Regions from separate parts of the Rattus norvegicus genome. Here region 1 is linked to region 2. A link is a contact called in public Hi-C data. All regions are on one chromosome and are shown on one strand. Each heading gives the region's core, a stretch centred on a gene start, on an enhancer-like site or on the middle of the called end of the contact. The rest is flanking DNA. Distances are from core to core; before and after follow the strand shown. Region 1 overlaps LOC120100841 (guanine nucleotide exchange factor MSS4-like). Region 2 holds the start of Kpna4 (karyopherin subunit alpha 4).

The links. A called contact is a pair of places that touch in the nucleus more often than the background predicts.
Region 1: a Hi-C map of liver shows a contact between it and region 2, with 3 times the contacts expected there. The contact joins the enhancer-like site here to the promoter of Kpna4 in region 2. A contact is called at or near these places in 5 of 12 Hi-C or Micro-C datasets (the A7r5 cell line, kidney and liver).

The regions. Positions count from the first base shown.
Region 1 is chr2:155,741,697-155,748,360 of GRCr8, reverse strand. It overlaps LOC120100841 (guanine nucleotide exchange factor MSS4-like), which reads right to left. Exons shown (of 4, transcript XM_039103707.2): 2 at 5,817-6,104. Tox3l1 (TOX high mobility group box family member 3 like 1) reads right to left here. Exons shown (of 3, transcript NR_131117.1): 3 at 5,626-6,104. Among named protein-coding and RNA genes, the nearest start is that of Arl14, 34 kb to the left of the region's middle. Within about 2 kb of position 4,385, at least 2 of the 93 cell types and tissues checked have an H3K27ac peak or open chromatin away from gene starts, as enhancers often do. A contact at or near this core is called in liver, where this site is marked.
Region 2 is chr2:155,685,615-155,692,447 of GRCr8, reverse strand. Kpna4 (karyopherin subunit alpha 4) reads left to right here and starts at 1,697. Exons shown (of 17, transcript NM_001014793.1): 1 at 1,697-1,768. The coding sequence starts at 1,700.

The sequences.
Region 1 (6,664 bases), core at 3,136-5,635, 53 kb before region 2:
TAACTATTCCAACTGTCACAACACTTACATAGTAACTATTCCAACTGTCACAACACTTACATAGTAACTATTCCAACTGTCACAACACTTACATAGTAACTATTCCAACTGTTACAATACTTACATAGTAACTATTCCAACTGTCACAACACTTACATAGTAACTATTCCAACTGTTACATAGTAACTATTCCAACTGTCACAACACTTACATAGTAACTATTCCAACTGTCACAACACTTACATAGTAACTATTCCAACTGTTACATAGTAACTATTCCAACTGTCACAACACTTACATAGTAACTATTCCAACTGTCACAACACTTACATAGTAACTATTCCAACTGTCACAACACTTACATAGTAACTATTCCAACTGTTACAATACTTACATAGTAACTATTCCAACTGTCACAACACTTACATAGTAACTATTCCAACTGTTACATAGTAACTATTCCAACTGTCACAACACTTACATAGTAACTATTCCAACTGTTACAATACTTACATAGTAACTATTCCAACTGTCACAACACTTACATAGTAACTATTCCAACTGTTACATAGTAACTATTCCAACTGTCACAACACTTACATAGTAACTATTCCAACTGTCACAACACTTACATAGTAACTATTCCAACTGTCACAACACTTACATAGTAACTATTCCAACTGTTACAACACTGCCCAGATACTGAAATTCAATTGCAACAACATGAGAAAATGGTTATATTCTAATAACTTACTAGGAAATGTCTTTTAATATAATTTTATGTAAAAATTTTGCACAGATAATGGGACAAAAAGAAAATACACAAATGGTCAAAGTGCATTATACTTAAATCCTCTAAGAATTAACAAAAATATTATCTTAGAAAACAGAAAACATACACAAATAAGAATAGTAGCTGTGCTAGGATGCAAGCTGTTTAACTTTAATCATCAACTTTCTGGGGTCTAGGAGACAGATGTTCAGATGCCTGTAAAGAATTATCTGCATTAAGTTAAGTGAGATGGAAAGACCTGCCCACTGTGGGCAGAGGGCCTGAGTTCAGATTCCAGCACCCATATTGTACAATAATGTGGAGTACCAACTCCAGAGGATCAGACTCCCTCTTCTGACTCTGAGAGCACCTGCATTCACATGTACATACATACATATGTGCACATGTATGCACATGTGTGCATACACACACACACACACACACACACACACACACACTTAAAAACAAAATAAATTTTTAAACAACAGAAGTCACAGGCAAGTGGTCCAGACTGCAATCCCGACTGTGGGGAGGTAGGGGTAGGAGGGTCAGTAATTTAAGGTCATCCTTAGTTAAAAAGCAAGTTGAAGGCCACACGAAATTTCTCAAAGCAAAGCAAAAAAAATAAGTCATGCATTTTAGTTCTCCCACTTAAAAAACAATTCATGATGCCACATGTTATTTGCTATAAAGTAACTCCTCAACAAAAATGCAATATAAAAACTTTTATTTCCAAAAAATTATAAATAAAAAATATTGTGGAGTTGTTTGTCTGCAAAGAAAAGTATGAAAACTTTGATAGCAGAATTTGTTGAAATTGGGGCCGGAGAGACAGCTCAGTGGATGAGCACCCAAGAACCTCTCCAGAGTTCAACCTCTCAGTGTCACTTGTCCTTTGATTTCCACAGGTACAAAACAGCACCCACCCTGCCTCCCCATGCTACCCACAAATAAAGAAATATATTTTAAACATAGAATTTATCAAAATTGTTTCTGATAAAACTACAGGAGATACGAATGTAACATTTGAACATACGCTTCAGTATCTGCTTGCTTTTACGGCCCCTTTCCTCCTAAAGTGCCTGCTTTGGCCTGGACAACATTAAGGGTTTTTTTTTTTTTTTCTGCTCCTTCTTTTATAGTGTGTAAAATTCTTTCACTTGCAATGCCTGTTGACAAGGTTATTTTGCATTTGCTCATTATAATCCACACTACACTGTCTGCAGAGAATGATCCCCATGACTAAGCCAACAATGGTGGAGAGAACCATCCTCACAGTTCTGTGATTAGCATAACCTCGATGTTCAAATGCCCTGGTAAATGACCAGAAACCTCCTGAAAGAGCATGAATGTTTTCAGATGTTCATTCTGCTGCCTCCGGGTCAGCATCGGGGTGTGATGGCTTTCATGCTGCACCAAAGATGGCCCTTTACTGGGATTGATGTTGCTCACCAAGACACAGAGACAACAATGGTGCCTAAACTGTGTGTCAGTGTTTGCATTGCTATTACAAAACACCTGACAAAAGCATCTTATGCAAAAGAGGGTTTGCTTTGGGTCACAGTTTAAGAAAGGACAGAGCCCACAATGATGGGGAAGGCATAGAATTTCGAGTTTTAGGTAGCTGGTCAAGTTGAGCCTGCATCCAGGAGGCAGCAGAAGGGAAGCAGAGTCAGGCTATGAAATCTGAAGATCTGTCCTCAGTGGCCCTCTTCCACTAGAGAGGCTCCACCTCTTAAAAGTCGCCAGGCTTCTAAAACAGCACCACCTGCTGGCGACTGAGTTTTCAAACACAGGAGTCTATGTGGGAAATTTGCATGCAAACCAAAATAGCTGTAAGGAGTTCTTAGAACAGCTGGGTTTGTTTGCTCTATAGCACGGACAGTTCAATATGAGAGAATAGGAGTAAAGTAGGAGAGAGTCCTTCTGCATATAAAGTTCTTGTAAGCTTCCAGAATGAAAAATACTGAAATTGGAGTCTGGAAGTGGAGGTGCACGCCTACAATTCCAGCACTTGGGATCCACTTTGGGTGGATCTCTGAATTCAAGGCCAGGCTGGTCTACAGAGTGAATTCTAGGACAGACAGGCCAACACAGAGAAGCCCTGTCTCGAAAAACCAAAAGAAAGAAAAGAAAAATTAGTTAATTTGATTATTGAAAGAATTCTCATCTGTCAGGCATATTTTTTTTCTTTTTTCTTTTTTTTTTTTTTTTTATTTCGGAGCTGGGGACCGAACCCAGGGCCTTGCGCTTCCTAGGCAAGTGCTCTACCACTGAGCTAAATCCCCAACCCCATCTGTCAGGCATATTATTAAGAAAGGTGAACCTTTCTAAAGGGGAAAGGCTGGTCAAAAGCTGCCGTATGGCCCTTCCTGATGTTGTGGTTTTATACTTGGAAGATAAATATCACATGTTTGCCTGGGTGTATGTGTGAACCATCTCTGTGCCTAGTGTCCACGGAGGCCGAATGAGAGTTTACGATCCCTGGAAGTAGAGTAACAGATGGCTATGAGCCACCATATGGATGCTGAGAACTAACCCTTCAGGAAAGCGGTAAGTGCTCTTAACCTCAGAGTCTCTCTGGGCTCATTAAGAAACTCTTAATAAACTATTCCCAGAGACAGACTACAAACTCTGTGGACCCAACAACAGATAGAAATGCACTATTGACTTGTCCATCAAACTGCCCCATTTCTGAGGGATTTATGAGCGGAGGCCACATTGAGGAGAACTGAGGGAGTCCCCTAGGCATCCCCTCAGCAGTAGGCTATTCTCTAGCTCTTTCCTCTTGTCCCACCTTTTACTTCTATCCTAGTCTGCCTGAGTAATCAGTTACTCCACCTCCAATCTATTGTGTCCAGCTTCCCTGTCCAGAGCACTAGCAATCCACCGGCCCCTATTACAAGTTCTCTTTCTTCAATCTTACTCCTATTGTTGAATAAGAGGAGATGGGAAGTCTGTATCGTGAAGGTAGGTACCTGGCCAGACGTGATATAGGATTGTCCAGGTGCCTTTCTTGAACATCTAGGGTCCCAGAAACTCAGTGGCCACCAAAGATGACCCAAGCCAGTGGCTTGTCTCACAGATTCCAAAAGCAAAGTTTGTGGAACAGAGAGTGTGTTTTAGAGATTTTATTATAGAGTCATAGATTGGAGCCTAAGAGAGAAAGAGTCATAATATCAGTTTGTGTTAGGCCTGGATATCAACCACATAGTGCACACAGCTTCTGACAAGACCCAGGCCACAGGGCAGGGAGAGAACTTTCAGAAAGACAGAATAAAGCCTGAAGCACCAGGAGAAGAAGAAAGCTTATGCTCTGGCCAGCACCCAACTAAAGACAGAAGAGAAGAAAAAGGAAAAAGTACACCTTTTCTGAGGCAGGACTCTGAACATCAGGCAGACTCAATAGAATCTCATGGTGGCTTGTAAGGACCATGCTACATGCTAGAGCAGAGAGGAATTCTGGGAAAGAAAAGAATGCTATCTCATTAAAGGGATAATTATCTCTCCTATCTTTTTTATTTAATACCATTTTCTATTTAATATTGCTTTTAGTATTGCTTAAGGTGAGCCTGCCTTCCTGAGGGTGACCCTTGGCCTGATGATTGACTGATCCAACTGGACTAACTCTTTCGGGGTGGGAGTGGTTTATCTTTCTCCAGAGACAGACTCTATTCTTTTGACAGTAGTTTTCCCTTCGTGGACCTTCAATGCTAATGTAGCAAGAAGACATGGCCTAGACAATTTTCTTTTCTTTTTCTTTTATGTCCTCCTCTGCTTTGGCTACAGCACTGAAAACTCCAGACGCCTTGCCCCAGAGAGCTCATCTCTACTGACAGGTCTCAATGGGTTGTTACATGTAAATCATATTCTTCCTGCCCCTCTGACCTGTACACCAGCTAACAGCACTTTCCCTCAACCCTAGCCTGCTTTGTTAAGTAGCCTTAGAACTAGCCATTGCACTCCATGGAGGGTTGAAAAAAGACAGCGTCACCTACACACAGTTGCCACAGGTCGGCGCAATGGCTATGGCCTATGATCCAAATCCAGCCCTTTGCCTGTTTCATAAGTTTTCCCAGAGCGCAACTGTTCAAAGCTAAGTTACATTGTTGCGATAGTGACCTGTGGGCTGGTTCCTCATAGGAAAAGTTTGTCAACCTCTCATTCAGCTTCTCCTGCCTAAAATCAAGGCCACCTCAACCCAAACTCCTGCTCTGCTGTCTCACAATCAGGAGACCTGGGCTCTCGCTACACTCGTCTTTTCATTTCTCTTTCCGAAAACCTGCATGCCTGCATTGAGGATAGAGCTGTCTTACTGAAGATGGCAGGATCTAGAAAAATGAGCACTTTTATGGAATTGGTCTTTCTATGGGCGAGTCCATACACTGGAAACCATACACCTCCTCTGACTCACCGTCTATATCATCCTAAGCATATCCGTCTGGTCATGGACTTTTAGTAATCTACCTCCTGGTGGCCAACCCCCTCCCTATGCATAGCACTCTATTCACATCCATCTTATCAGTGGACACTGCCTGACTCTCTCTGGCCATCCCACCCACAGTCAAACTTCTCCAGAGCACAGGCTCCTCCAAGGCAGCCATTCTCACCTAGGGTGCACCTCTCCCCTCAGAATCAGGGCTCCTGCCTCACTGACTGATAGCAGCAGCACTTTTCCTACTCACTCAAGACAAAGCTTGGAGTCTCTTTTACTTTGCCATTTTCCCTTCAAATTTCACACTCTACTTAAGCAGGGAGTCCTGTCAGCTCCACTTACAAGAGCTAAGAGAGGAGCCAGGCTTGTGATCTCAGCACATACATGTGGGAGGATCAAGAGTTCAAAGCTAGCCTTGTCTAAACAGGCAGTTCTTGGTCAGCCTGACCTACATGAGATGACAACGATGATGACAACGACGATGAAGAAGAAACAGTAGAGTTAGAAAGCCCAATCAACAATCCTTATGACTCCACTCCAAGTTAAAAACCAGCTGAAAACAAACAAAAAGATAAATAGGAATAAAATATTACTGTTACAACACATTACCTGACAATAGAGCTGGTATCCACACCCCATTCTTCTACCTGAAGGTAAGAAGGCAACAACATATTTCAGGCTTCTGTTCGGTCCCGACAGCGTGGACCACCGTGGACATCCGTGTTGAGCAGAGCCAAACGGTATCCTTCGATACTTCACAACATAGGAATAGGGCCAAATACATATTCTTGACATGTAGTGGTGTGTGGGTAGACCTGAAGGGTGAGCGGGAGCAGCGTGATGACATTCCCCAGTACTGCCTTCTCTGCCATCTGTCTGACACGTTCTGAAAGGGGACTGTGAAGAAAAAGATGTCAAGACTTTGTCCAATCCGTTCTTGTACTCCATTAGCTCTGACCATTAACTAGTGGTATGGCTTTTCTCTTCAGGGGACGTGATTAAAACTCCCCCCCCAACAATCTTTATCCCACCTTCACACAACTTCTCCCTTGAAGCCAGGCCTGACTCTTCTGGGAAACTGCTGGCTAGCATTTATTAAGGAGAAGGCCCTAAAATGGGTCAGAGTAATGTGTTAATTAAATTAATTCTAAAACCTTTGTCCCAAACTAGAACTTCTGCTGTTTCCCTGGCCCGCTCTCCTCCCTCATTATCCAGCGTAGCTCATCAAACACTGGCACTGAGATGGAAATAATAAAAATACGCTAATCATAAAAATGCCAGCAACAGACAAAGCTCCAGATTGAAGTGCTAGCTGCCTTCTTAAATGGGTTTTCCTGGGAGGAAATTAAAGTTAAAAATTAAAGCTGTATTCAAATTGATCCAAACATTTCAGAGGTCAACAGAATCAAAGTCCAAAAATCTCATTCCTGTGTGCTTGGGGGTTGGAAATTCAAAGA
Region 2 (6,833 bases), core at 448-2,947:
ACTTTTAAAAAAACACCCTCCTTTGACTTTAAACGTGTTTATGAAATATTTGCACCCTAAACGTTCATTTCTGCCCAAACAAAATATGCCAGAAAGAACCAGAAGCCAAAAGTTCCCAAGGGGTTTTGTAATAGGGTCTTTTGCAAAGTTCAAACACATTTAGCTTCCTCGTTCCTTCTGACTCCGAATTGCCACTGCTTCAGAAAATCACACACATTTGAGGAACTAATATTTGGTAAATGAACACAAATTCGTTTGTTTGTTTGTTTGTTTGTTTGTTTGTTTTTAGACAGAGTATTATGATGTAGCTCAGGTTGGCCTCAAACTCATATTCACCTGCCTTTGCTAGGTTTAAAGTATGGACCACCATGCTCAGCTTAAATATAATTTTGAAAGCATTTCCTCACTCTTTTCTGAACCTCGAGCCTCCAGCATAATTAGCCCCTTCTAATGAGTTGTAGCTCTATTTTTTATCTTGACATGAATGCGGGAGAGGAGAGGGGGAGTATCACTAAACTGCTCAGAGTGGCTTTGGACTCTTGGTCTGGCTGGCCTTGCTCTTGGGATACTTCTTTAACTGCTCCTCCTCACGCCCAGTAGCTAAGATTACAAACCGCGTCACCAGTCCGGAGCTCTTCTGAAAAATTTGAGAGGCTTTTTTGTATCTGTTTTACTTCCGCCTTTGGTTACAATGTTCCTGGTTAAGAGGTATCTTTGGGATTAACTTCCTTTATCAAGAGTCACAATGTTGCATTTGCTATGTCAAGGATCATAGTCGTCATTCTCTATAAATTAATACTTTGTGATCAAGCAGTTTAATTTTCCAAGAGAAACTGGCCAAAAAGGCAATTAGTTTCTACCTGTTGCAGGAACTTGGTCAGAGGCCCCTTTCCTTTTCCTACCCGGTCCCTCTAGTTTTCCCTTCAGTTTTCTGAATGCACATCGCCCTAGCCAGTCCTAGTCCCGATGCCTAGCCCTAGGATGGTTCGCAGTTCCCTGGACAGGACTCAGGGTTTAGGACTCGGAATGGAGCTTAGACACACCTCTTTGCCTTCCAAAGTGAATGAAGCGCTCAAGTAACACCGGAGGAGAAAAGAACGAAGTTCAGAACCCCAGTACCCAAGGCTACCCGGACAATCGTACCACCATAACCAGGACCACTATACCCTCCCCAGGACCACCCTCTCCCGGGTCTGCTTCTCTTTGGCTGCCTCCGGTTTCTCCCTTGGCGCGCGGCCCCTCCCCTCCCAAGCCTCTGCGCCCCGGCCCTTTCCTGCCCCAGACTCTCCCTTCCCCTTTCCTTTCGCTCTTCCGCCCCCGCTCTCCATCGCCCCTTTTGATTGGCCAAGCACGCCGGAGCCCGGCCGGCCAATAGGCGGACCGGGTTGGCGACGATGGGCGTGGCCGCAAAGCCGGGCCCTCAGATCGAGGCTGCCTCCCCCTCTCAGCCGGCAGCACATTCCGCCGCCGTTGCCGCCGCCGGCCCCGCAGTCGTCTTCGCCAGAGCTGCTGTGGTACCCGGGCTCAGGGCAGGCGAGGGCAGCCAAGGAGCGGAGGCCGGGGAGGCCGGGCGAGAGGAAGGGAGCGGACGGGCGGGCGGCGCAGGCGGCGGCCGGCTTCCTGGGAGCGTCGGTGCGGCGCGGTGGTTGGGGCGGATCCCGCGGGGCCCGGGCGGGGGGGGAGAGTCGCCGGCCCGGCCATGGCGGACAACGAGAAATTGGACAACCAACGGCTCAAGAATTTTAAGAACAAAGGCCGCGACTTGGAGGTACAGTGGGGTCTGCGGCCTCCGGCCCCGGCGGGACGCGGGGTTCGTACGGAGTCGGGCGGGCGCGGCGGCCGGCATGGCGCTGGGCGGGCGGGCGAGCGGCCGTGACGCGGGCGCCGCGCCGGGAAGTTTGTGCCGGGCCTGCTCCGCCTCCGCCGGCGACAGCGCCCGGGCCCGCCGGGTGCGGCCTAGGCCTGTTCTGCCGAGCCGGCCAGACACGAGTGCGGGCGGCCGGAATATCGGCTGCGGCGGAGGCCCAGCAGCGGCGGAAGCTCCGGCTCTGCTCCGGCCCCGACGCCAAGCGTCGCGGGCGGAGGGCGATGGGGGAGCGAGCGGCGACCTCGTAACTTCTCAGGGCCTAAGACGCTTCCACGTTCAGGAGGTTTTTCTAATCACCCCGACTCTGGTTTTACTCCAACGTCCAAACTACAGGAGTCAACTTCTCCGCTGGAAAGAAAAAAAAAAAGCACCCCCGCCTCTCGCGGGGGTCCTGGTGATGCTAGCAGTGCCTTCCAGCGGCCTGGGTTTCACTCTGGTCCTAGCTGATTCAAGATGTAGCTCACGATGTGCCCTTTTCCAGTCAAAGGATCGCCTATCCCCAACCCCTTATTTGAGCCTGTCCACAGATCTTTTTACTCCTCTCGGAGAAGAGATCACCAGTTTGCATTCTTACATAGAAAGCCCAAAGGGTTATTCAAAGCTGTCATCCTCTAGTCTTCAGTATTCTTTCCCTCCACCTCCTGGTGGTGATGGCAGTGAGGAATCGGGTAGGCTGTGGACTGACACCATCACGTATTATTTTAAAAGGGAAAAGAAGGCTTCGTTGTCATAGACACAGCTACTTCCAAGGTTCGATGTATTAAACACACAGTTTCTTTCCATTGTGACTTTTTTTTTAAACATAGGGAATTATTTTTTAAAACACAAGGCGTTCTAAGCTTAGAGTTTAGCTTCTTATCCCCATGTGTTCTTGTAACTGATCTTCAGACTGCTGTGGTCCGTTTCTGAACTTGAGCATTTGCGGGCTAGAGATGGCAACTTTTGTTTACTTTTCCCAATGCCATTCAGTCTTTTAATGTAGTTTGCACTGTTTTAGCTTATTGCAGTAGTTAGAACTGTATGTTCCAGGGTGTGTGTTCCCAGAGCTCGTTTGACGGTTAATGAAGCTTTGTGATCATTTTTTATAGTGAAAGAAATTTTTAAAATAATTTTTTTGGATTTATTTTATGTATAGGGGTGTTTTGTCCGGATGTGTGTGTGTGCATCCATGTGTGTGCCTGGTGTCCAAGGAGGCCAGAGGACAGTGGCCCATCCCCTGGAAGTGGAGTTACAGCCAATTGTGAGCTGCTATGTGGGTGCTTAGAACTGAACCACTGAACCATTTCTTCAGCTCCCAAATTTAATATTTTTATTGGAGTAATTTATATGTAACAGAAGCCAACTTTTTAAATGTATAATTCATAGTTGTCATTAAATTTGTATGTTGAACAATGCTGATTTATTTTTACTAATAAAAATATTTAGAATGGGAAAATCACAAGTTAGGAAATATAAAACTGATAAATACTGCAAAGTTAGAAATTTCAGAAAAATATCAGGTAGCCAACCAATCTAATTCTTTTGCTTCCTATTTCTAACAGGTTCCTTGAAATGTGATTTACATGCTATACAATTCACCCAGATAAAGTGTTTGGGTTTTTTTTTTAAAGATTTATTTATTGTATGTATGAGTGCACTGTCACTGTCTTCAGACACTCCAGAAGAGGGCATCTGATTCCATTACACATGGTTGTGAGCCACCATGTGGTTGCTGGGAATTGAACTCAGGGCCTTTGGAAGAGCACAGTGCTCTTAACTGCTGACCCATCTCTCCAGTCCATAAAGTCGTTTTTAATGTGTTTAAATAGTTGCACAATCAACACCTAAGTCAAATCTCCAAATATTTACTGCTCTTTAAAGAACCCCTGATATAAGTCATTCTTTCTCAGCTACTCCAGCTCAAAACAATGTTTTGATTGCCTATTCTGAATGCTTCATGTAAATAGAATGTACATTTTATGATATGTTGTGGCTACCTGACTTGAAGGTTCATCCATACTGTAACAAGAATGTTTCTTAGGTCTGAATAATGTGCTTGCCTATAGTTATACCACATTGTGTTTATATGTGTTCATCTCTATGGAACTGTGGTTAACCCTTTTTATCAGGTATATATTACTGGTATAAGCATTTATATACACATTCTTGTGTAACATGTTTACTTCTTTTGGTTACAAACCTAGAATGCTAGATGATACTGGAACTTTACATCTAACGTTTTATAGGGTTACCAGACTTACTTTCTCCCTTTCCACCCCTCCCTCTTGTTCTTTTTTTTTTGGACAAGGTCTCATTATGTAGCTGTAGCCCAGGATAGCCTTACACTCTCAATCTTTCTCCCTTATCCTCCTAAATACTATATTTTATTGGCATTATCCCTGATTCTCCCTCCCAAGTTCTGGGATTGCATGTGCCACCCCACCCTGTTTTAAGTTTTTGTGACTACCTGACAAATACACAAACACAAACACAAACACATACACACGATATTACCCTTACTATGTATTTCTTGCCACTACAGACTAATAAATACTGAATCTACCTGGCTACTATGATAGGTGACTTAAAGTTAGGTATAAATGCATATTAGACATATTTTGATATTATGTCGGTAGCCACTATCTAATGACTGGATCCATGTATGTGCATTAGAAATTAGAATATTTTCATTTTTCTACCTATAAATATGATGTGACTAAAAATTATTTCTGTGACTTACTCAAGATCACATAAGTGGGTGTTGTTCACTTGTAAATCATAGTATGTACAATGCCTTGGGTTTGATCCTCAATACCACAAAAGAAAACAAAAGCTTCTAGAAATGATGAGTTCTTGTAATGAGACAGAAACATCTTTTATTACTTCTAGACAGTCTGTTTGTTGTATTGTTACTTTCCTGCCTGAATCTTTCCAAAGCCTGTATGTACATTTTCTCCCCCTCCAGATAGTTTCTGCATTGTGTTATATATGTAATCTATATAATGTATAGAGAGAACATGATGTAGTTACCTCATTGTGTTACATATATAATATATGTGAAATATAACAGATTCTAAGAAAATACTGCTTTTTAGGTTGAGTTTTATTATTTATGTATTTATTATTTATGAGAAGGCAGGGCTATTGCTGTACAGCGAGAGTTAGCCTAATATTCCCTAAAGGCCACTTAATCCAGCTTTAAAAATGAAATATTTGACATGATATGATTCCCTTCTTATTTTTCAAAAGCCAGTTTTACCATTTCTCTGTTTAGACCAGCTATAACCTAGGTGAGTAATAGTCTCATGTGGATGGTAGCTACCTTATTAGACACTGTATGTATAAAATATACAACTGTATGCAGAATGAGGTCATTGAAACATGTGGGGAAGAGGTTGATTGCAATGAGGACAAAATCTGCCAGTTTAATTTAATTTTACCTGATCTCTAACTTTGTGTGTGACCTTGGAAGAATCATTTAAGTCTTGGATTCTTTTCATCTACAAAAATGATAGTGCTCGACCTCTGCTTTATGAATGCTGGGGACATAGTAGGTTAGTAGTGAGATGCCTGACAACTCACTAATTTATCTTTTATTGGATAGAGAGGACTCTAATAGGATTCAGTATGATTGAATCTCTTGCTCTCTTATTTGCAGTCAGCTGTGTGTGTGTGGTTTTTAAGGTGTTTGTTTGTATATATATAAAACTTATGTTACTTTGCACTTTGTTACATTAAAGAGTCATTGGGGAATTGCCTACTAGAGGGCAATTGGGCACAATGATGTGACCCTTCTGAAGTCATAATTTTATGTCTCATAGATTTCTATTTAATATTCACTAGTACCTTTCAGTATATCAATTCAGCTCCTTCAAAAAATACTCATGATTTTTTTTTGAAAGGCAGAAATCAAAGGAAGTGTTTGTGAGTATTTATTTGAAATGTTTAAGGAGTTACCAGATGATATTCATGAAAGCTTGACTTTTTCCCTGTAGTGTGGTAGAGGATGGTTCAGTGCCAGTTTGAGGGGACTAACATAAAGAAATTTATGCAGTACAATATAGGAAATGGGTAGAGACCAAGTTGCCAATGAGATTTCTCAAGAGTAAGCAAGTTAAGATCATCTAAGTTTGGTAGTAGAGAGGGGTTCTTTTGTAGCATTTCTAGTAAACTCTCAAAGTTCTTATAAAAATTCTAATAGTTTGCTGGTTCATATATAAAATGTTAGAAAAGTAACACGATCTTGTGAAAACAACTTATGCTAAGTATGAGTATTAAAATACATAATTTTGAGTCTAAAACATGAAGTCAGGTTGGAAAGGTTTAATAAAGGTGCTGTGCTGTTTTGTATTGGGGAAATAGTTTTGTTGGCTCAAAATGCGCAGTGAAAAACATTGCTAAGCTAGTAAGTCTTACAACTTTAGAGACTGACCTCTCTCATCACAAATCTTGGAACATACTTACTGTGCTTAAAATAACTACTGTCTAATTCTTCAAATAATAGTTCAAGTATGAAACAATACAAGATCTCTGATAGAAATATCACTAGGATTTAAATTATTGCTTTAGCTTCCTATCAGCTTTTCTGGTTTATATGACAACTACAGAATTGTGTCATTGATAATTTTCTTAAAATACTAAGACATCCTTGTTTTTCATGATTTACTACTAGGCCAAATAAATATGCACTATTGATAAGAATGTATGAGTGGTTTTGAAAGAATGAAACAACTTTTGGTTTAATTTGGGGGGGGGGGGCAATTGAGCCCAAACTTTCCCAATATAATCATTTGGTTTCAGGTGTTTTTATTTTGAGACAGGATCTCATCATGTAGCCCCTAGCTAACCTGGAATTTGTTGTATAGATCAAACTGGCCTTGAACTCACAGAGAACTGCCTGCCTCTGCCTCTGAAGTGCTGGGATTAAGGACATGCCCCACTACCACTACACTCTTTATATAGTTGTTTGGGTTTTTGTTTTTAGCAT